Regions from separate parts of the Anas platyrhynchos genome. Here region 1 is linked to region 2. Evidence: chromatin contacts called from public Hi-C data. All regions are on one chromosome and are shown on one strand. Each heading gives the region's core, a stretch centred on a gene start, on an enhancer-like site or on the middle of the called end of the contact. The rest is flanking DNA. Distances are from core to core; before and after follow the strand shown. Region 1 has its middle 3.7 kb from the start of HMOX1. Region 2 overlaps LOC119715660 (a long non-coding RNA gene).

The links. Hi-C and Micro-C count contacts between places; a contact is called where the count stands out from the background.
Region 1: a Hi-C map of subcutaneous adipose tissue shows a contact between it and region 2, with 3 times the contacts expected there. The contact joins two enhancer-like sites. A contact is called at or near these places in 2 of 8 Hi-C or Micro-C datasets (liver and subcutaneous adipose tissue).

What each region holds. Positions count from the first base shown.
Region 1 is chr1:55,385,107-55,388,364 of IASCAAS_PekinDuck_T2T, reverse strand. No RefSeq gene overlaps it. Among named protein-coding and RNA genes, the nearest start is that of HMOX1, 3.7 kb to the right of the region's middle. Within about 2 kb of position 1,309, at least 4 of the 8 cell types and tissues checked have an H3K27ac peak or open chromatin away from gene starts, as enhancers often do.
Region 2 is chr1:55,290,991-55,294,007 of IASCAAS_PekinDuck_T2T, reverse strand. It overlaps LOC119715660 (a long non-coding RNA gene), which reads right to left. Exons shown (of 4, transcript XR_005262945.2): 2 at 605-2,841; 3 at 337-429. Among named protein-coding and RNA genes, the nearest start is that of MB, 15 kb to the right of the region's middle. Within about 2 kb of position 1,342, at least 1 of the 8 cell types and tissues checked has an H3K27ac peak or open chromatin away from gene starts, as enhancers often do.

The sequences.
Region 1 (3,258 bases), core at 60-2,559, 94 kb before region 2:
TGACTCAGCCTGTGGCAGCACTGGGCTCGCTTCCCTCTCCCGGCGGGGTTGGGAGAAGTCACAGAGCTGGGAACGGGCAGAGGAGCAGGATCTGGCCCTATGGGTAAGGGAAGTTTTCGGCGGTGTGGGTTCCAGCAGTGTTTCAGCATCCCTCCCTACTCCAGCTGCCTGCTGCAGCGAGGCTGGGTCCAGCCCCAGGAGCAGAGGTTTTTGTGGGGATGAGAAACTCCCTGAACCAACAAAAATCCACACGTGCCAGTCTCCAGGTGCTTGATTTGGGGCTGTTGTCTGCCAAAAATCATTGCTGAGGCACAAGGTGGATTTGATGGAGGGGTGAGGCGAGGATAGGGATTTCCTGCAGCTCCCACAAGGACACTTTGTGCAATCGCTCTGCCCATCAGCTGCACCAGGGGAGCCCATCCCGGGCTGAGCACCTCTGGTCCCTCTCAGCTCCACCAGACCACATCTGGCAGCTCAGCCCTTTAATTTGAATCCCACACCACACTCACGTTGCCCGGGTGTTGCTGTTAATTATTATTTAACTCAAGAGCCACGGCCATAGTCCTGAGGGCTCACCATGCCAGACACTGTGTGCACAAGGGCAAGGATGCTCTCTGCCCCTGGTGACTGGGAAGGCCGTGGGAAATTCCCACTTTTCCCAAAACTGGGATATTCTCGCTCCTTTGTACTCGTGCTCCCGAAGCACCGCAGTACACAGGGCTCCCTGAAGCTGAACCCGCCCTGCCCCTAAATAAAGAGCTCTGAAGGAAACTGGGACAAATTTCTGCTCGGTGCCTTCCCTGCTCCGTAATTACAGGCATATGCACCAGCTGCCTTCCCGCCTGGGCAACCCACCTGGGGCTCATTCCTCCCCATTAGCATCCAGCCTCCTGCTCCTAAACCAAAGCTCTCGCAAACAGCAGCTCAGGCTGGTGAGCAGCCTTGCCTGCCTGCCCTGCGGTGATTTTTTGGTACAGAATGAAGAAAAAAAGGGGGGAGGAAGTGAAGGTGCAGGCTGTGCCTTGGCCAGCATCTACAATAAGCTCCTTCCCACCCTGAATATTTTCTAAAAAAAAACACCAGTAAGGGTGAATTTCCCCCATAAGGGGCTGCAGCATCCCCGATGTCCTGGGTCAGCCTCCAAACCCCCGGGGCAGCCAAAGCGGGGGCCCCACAAACGCTGACTCGCCCTTTCCCCCATATGGGCGTTCTGCTGAGTCAGGGTCACACCAGGCCACGGTATCGCTGAGTAATGCTTTCGGGCAGCGGTGGGGGGGGGCTCTTTTTGCTGAGTCACGGTGCAGCGGGGCCACGTGTGGCCGGATATCGGGAGGGCGGCTTCAGGCCGACGTGCTGAGGTTGCAGCCGCTGTTCTTGGCCCCGCGCCCTTTCCTCGGGACGCCTGGAGAAATCTCCAGAAAGAAAAGCCCCGGCTGGCCGCGGCGGAGGATGTGCAGCTCCCGTACCCCGGGGGAAAGGGGGATGGAAGCCCAGGGGGGGCAAAGGGGGGCTCCCTCTGTCTGTGTAGGGCTCGGTTCCTGGTTCACCTCCTCCCCTCCCCTGAGAAAGGCGTGCGAGCTGCGGTGCAAAGTCCTGCTCGGTGCCTACGTGCGGTTTTTCAACCCCAGCTCCTTGCTGCTTGTCCCGTCCCGAGCAGGGCGTGCTTTGCTTTCTGCAGGGCTGTAGCACGGCCACGATGGAGGCGGCTCGGTATCTATGTGCCGTGGCATGCGTGTTTCCATGCAAATACCTACATTTCAAGTAGGTATTATAATCTGTGCTTCCCGTTTCCACCCAGCTGCTTCGTTTATGCCCGAGAAATGCACGTGCACATCCTTCTCCCTCCACCTCTGTCCCTGTTTTTTCAGTGCAGAACTGCACTGTCCGTCTGCAGGACCCTCCTGAAGGCACACCCCCCCCCACACACACACACACCCCATGGGGATTTTCAGTGCCTTGGGGTCACAGCCTCCGTGTTTCCACCTGCATCTCTGATCTCGGCTCGGATTGTTCCGTGCTGACGGCAGCGAGCACAATCAGTTCTGCCAGGGCCGGGCAGCCTCCCTCTAGTAAACACCAACCCACCCACAGCACGTCCCATACCCTCCGGCAGCGACTCCCCCCGCCGGGAAGCCAATTTAAGCGGATATTGCAACTTCATGTGTTGTTTTGTTTTTTTTTTTTTTTTTTTCTTGTTCCTTTCCCCTTTGCACAGCAAGTTCTGGGTGCTGAGTCAGCCTCCCCTTCCTTGTCAGGCACTGCAGATTTCTGCTGTGTCACGGTCTCAGGATGCCCATGCTCCCCCCCTGGCCAGCCGAGCCTGGCTGTCACCAGCCGGCCCCTCCTCGTCCCCCTGGGGACCAGGGGCCAGGGGCAAGCAGGGCTCAGGGCTTCCAGCGCGGGGCTGTGAGCTCTGCTCTCTGCACAAGCGAAGTTTCTGCCTGCAAAATCCACAAGGAAAATCTCCCCACCTCACCTCCCTGCCCCTGAAAAAAATCACTGATTCCTCAACAACTCCTTGTTGTTAACTCCTCATCTAACTGATCCCCTGACTGAAATATTTTCTCAGGGGCTGGGACAGGCAGACAGAGGCTTTCAAGCCCAGCAGGAGCTGTTACACATACCTGCCTCGGGCTACCCGATTCAGCTTTGCCACAAACCTCCAGGGCAATCTCAGCAGTGCCCAGGCACATCACAGCCCTGGCACCACCCGCCCGCTGCTTGCTGGCAGGGTAGGAGATGAGGGATGGGACTTTTGGCAGCTGTGGGGGACACCACAGGGGGACACTGCCATGAGGTCCAAGCAAAATGCACTAGTGCCCTGGGTGAGGGTGGCTCACTGTACCCTGAGTGTGCTGCTCCAGGGGCTGGTTTGCTTATTTCCACAAAAAGCACACGTCTTTTTCCCCATCCATCATTCGTCAGCATCCATTTATGAGGTTTTCTTCTAGGAAGAGCAAACCTCTGCCAGCACACGGGCACACACAGTGCCCTTAAAGCTTCCCTGCACTGCACAGCAACAGCAGAGGGGAAGCAATACAAGTCCGCGCTGCTGAGCACTGGATGAGGCCAGAAAAGCCCCAGGCAAGTGGCTGCAAACTGATGAGAGCCCACTTTCAGTTCTCCTTCCATCCTGCTGCAGGGCCTCTGGGCCTTTCCGGAGAGCGGGGCCCAGTTTCACAGCCCCTTTATCCCGAATAACCCCGATACCAAATAACCCCTGCTTCTGGGGTGCAGCTTGCTACCCTGCACCTCTGG
Region 2 (3,017 bases), core at 93-2,592:
ATGATTTTTTTTTCTTCTTCTTTTTTTTAAATCAGCAACTGAATTACTGTATTCAGTGTTATTGCATTCTTCACCTCCCCTCTCTGGCTGCTTCTTCTAACCACTTCAGGCTGCCTCTTCTGACACCTTCTACCTAGCTTAATCAGTCTTTGAAGTCCTTTGTGTTATGGTGCCTATACCTACAGCTACTGTTGTCTTTTATGACCACTCAAAGGAGTTGCATGAAGAACAGGCAGATCCATTTGAGTGTATTTTGTGTCTGAATGGTGTTGCTTCTGTACAGTTTAAAGCAATGACGAGTATATGTGGTAATGTAATGAAATAGAGCCACATTACCTTGAGCAACAGGACATAGATAGCATTTGGAAGCAAATGAGCCAAAGCCTGTCTGTTGCTGAGGTGAATGGCCTTTCCTGGAGCACATTACACCTACAAGAGAAATGGTGGAAACCATTTCAGTTTTGTCCATGCAAAAGTGAATGCCCAGCAGAAAGCAGAAGGATAGCTTATGGAATGACAGTCATGCTCATCACATTTAATTTTACCTTTTTTCTCGCTCATGTGGAGTGAAGCCCCTGGAACATTACTAGCGGATTGCTCTTACCTCACTGGGAAAAGGTCATGGTGCAGGCCTCACTGGCAAGAACAAGCTGGCTCAACAAAGTTGTCTTGGTCTCTGTGGAGCAGGGACTGTTTACCCTTTGTGTTTTGTACCTTGTCCAAACACACTGTCAGCCCTCCACTAATTGTATATGATAAAAGCAATTCTTCAAGCAAATCGAAGGCCCTTCATTGAGGAGGGATGATGTTTCCTTCCTTGACAGACAAATGACGCCTTGTGGGAGGCTAGGGAAGATGCTGTATAATGAAATTATTCAGCCAGTCATCTGAATGCAGACCTGCATAGCCCTCTGCTATGTCTGTGGTCAAGGAGCAGGTTGAAATGGAAGATCTGAACTTCCTTCCCCTCACCCCACTTCTTATTCCAGTGTAAGTTCTGTTTTGATGTTTTTGGGCTAGCAGCTGGCTCGGGACATTGGACAGTAACAGTGGGAGAAAGAATATGAACCACGAGTCCCATCTTGATAGCTGTCTTGGTTTGAAAATGACTTTGGGATTTACTTTGGGGGTTGGGAGCAAGAGGTCCCTTGTACTTAGACCAAGCAGTATCTCCTCCAGTAATGCAGCGGACAACATCCCAAAGAAACAGAGAAGAAAGGAGATTTCGCTGCCAGAGTTTCTCTCTATTTTCATTTATCCTTGCGTAGTGTCCCAGAGGACTGCTTCTTGAGTCAGCTGTGCTGTGGTGCCAGGTGTGACTCAAACTGCTACTTGACTAATATTTGGTACATCATTCATAAGCTTTCTCTAAAGCTTGGGTGGGCAAATATGTTTCCCATTCCTGTCTCTGTCATAGACCAAATCCCAATTATTCAGATATATTCTGGGGGGGGAGGGGGAAACAAAAACAAACAAAAATAAAAAACACAACAACAAACAAGTGATGCCATGACAACTAGTTTAGGCTGCACTGAGGCTTTGTATTAATTACTCAGTAAAAAGGAATTTTCTTAGGAGACAACAGTCTGCAACTCAAGAAGTGGAGCAACACTGGGCATTGTATGACCTCAGCCACCCCTCTGAGCACACCACGATGTTAACCTGTTTGGCAACTGCATGGTCCCCTCTACCACCACGGTGGGCATCATATCCTACAACGTGGCTGCAAGGGGAAAGCTGGCCTGGGGTGGCACTTCAATCTGGTTGCATCATACTAACAGGAGCTTATATCTCCAGGCATTAGCCTGATAAAGCTTGGTAAAAGACTGCAGAAGTCACTTCGGACTAGCAAAACCCAGATACAGAATATACCCTGGGAGGAAAATAGCTATACTTCTTCCCTGTCGCCTACACCTCTCCAAACAAAAATACCCTGCTGTTGCTATGGGCTTAAATAGTTGATTCTCAGCCACATTTTTTTTTCCCTTTGAAAATGTAAAAAGGTCTTCATGGGGTGGATGTGCCTTTCAGGAACCTTTTCTTAGCGAGCATAAATTTTGTTTGTTTTTGTAACAGCCATGTCGCTATGCGGTCTACAGGAACAAGACTGCAGCCGTGATGCGGTGATGCTTTATAGTAGTGTGTATGGTGCTGTAATTCTTTATTTCTTGTTTCCTGTTTGAGAGTGAGATCAGTTCATTCATGCAGGCCCTGGTAAGGTGGGCAAAGTAGAAAAGCAGAGCGACAAGACAGTGGGGAGAGGAGACACGGTAAGGACAAACCACTGAGGACACCACTGTGCCTTCACAGAGCACATACCTAGTGCCACTTTTGCTCTTTCCTCCCTTTGCTCCATTCCCACCCCAATGAGAAAAGCTTAGCAGGCAACAATTCTGATGAACATGAGCCTTGGTTTAAACAGGAATTCGTAGCCAAGCCTTTACTATCCAAAGTTCTTAATAGCTCTCCATGGTATTCTGCCAGGCTATTGTCCAAGCAGAGAAACCCTGCACTTGGCCAGCTCTGACACCGATCAGTCTAGTGCAGAGGACCAAAGTTAACAGAATGGTTGGTAAAGAAAAAAAAAACAACAATGAAACGTCTCAGCAGTTTCTCCTATAAAAGGATCTGTCTGAGGCCCTTGGTTTCCTGCAGTATTTACCCACCCGTGCAGCTTTAAAGTTCGTGTTTAAGGACCAACTGCTGAGCTGAGAATGAGTTTGCTGGTGTTAACTTCAGGCTGAGGCTGGCAGTCATGCCACGTGGATTTAGCCATGATGTCTCCGAGGATGCAGAGATAGGTCACAAGACCAGAAGCGTCTCCTTCTCCTTGGATGCCCTCTAAGGGGAAGAAATGAAAGAGCGGATGAATATGAAGCAGGGAATATAAATTGCAGCATAAGTTCCCCAAGAGACCTTCCCTCCCTCCCTCCAAGCCCCAAACCACTGAAAAAGGAACCAAACCCCGTCTTCAAGTGCCAGGAGCTGGGTATTTGTCAGTGATTGCGATGAAGCCT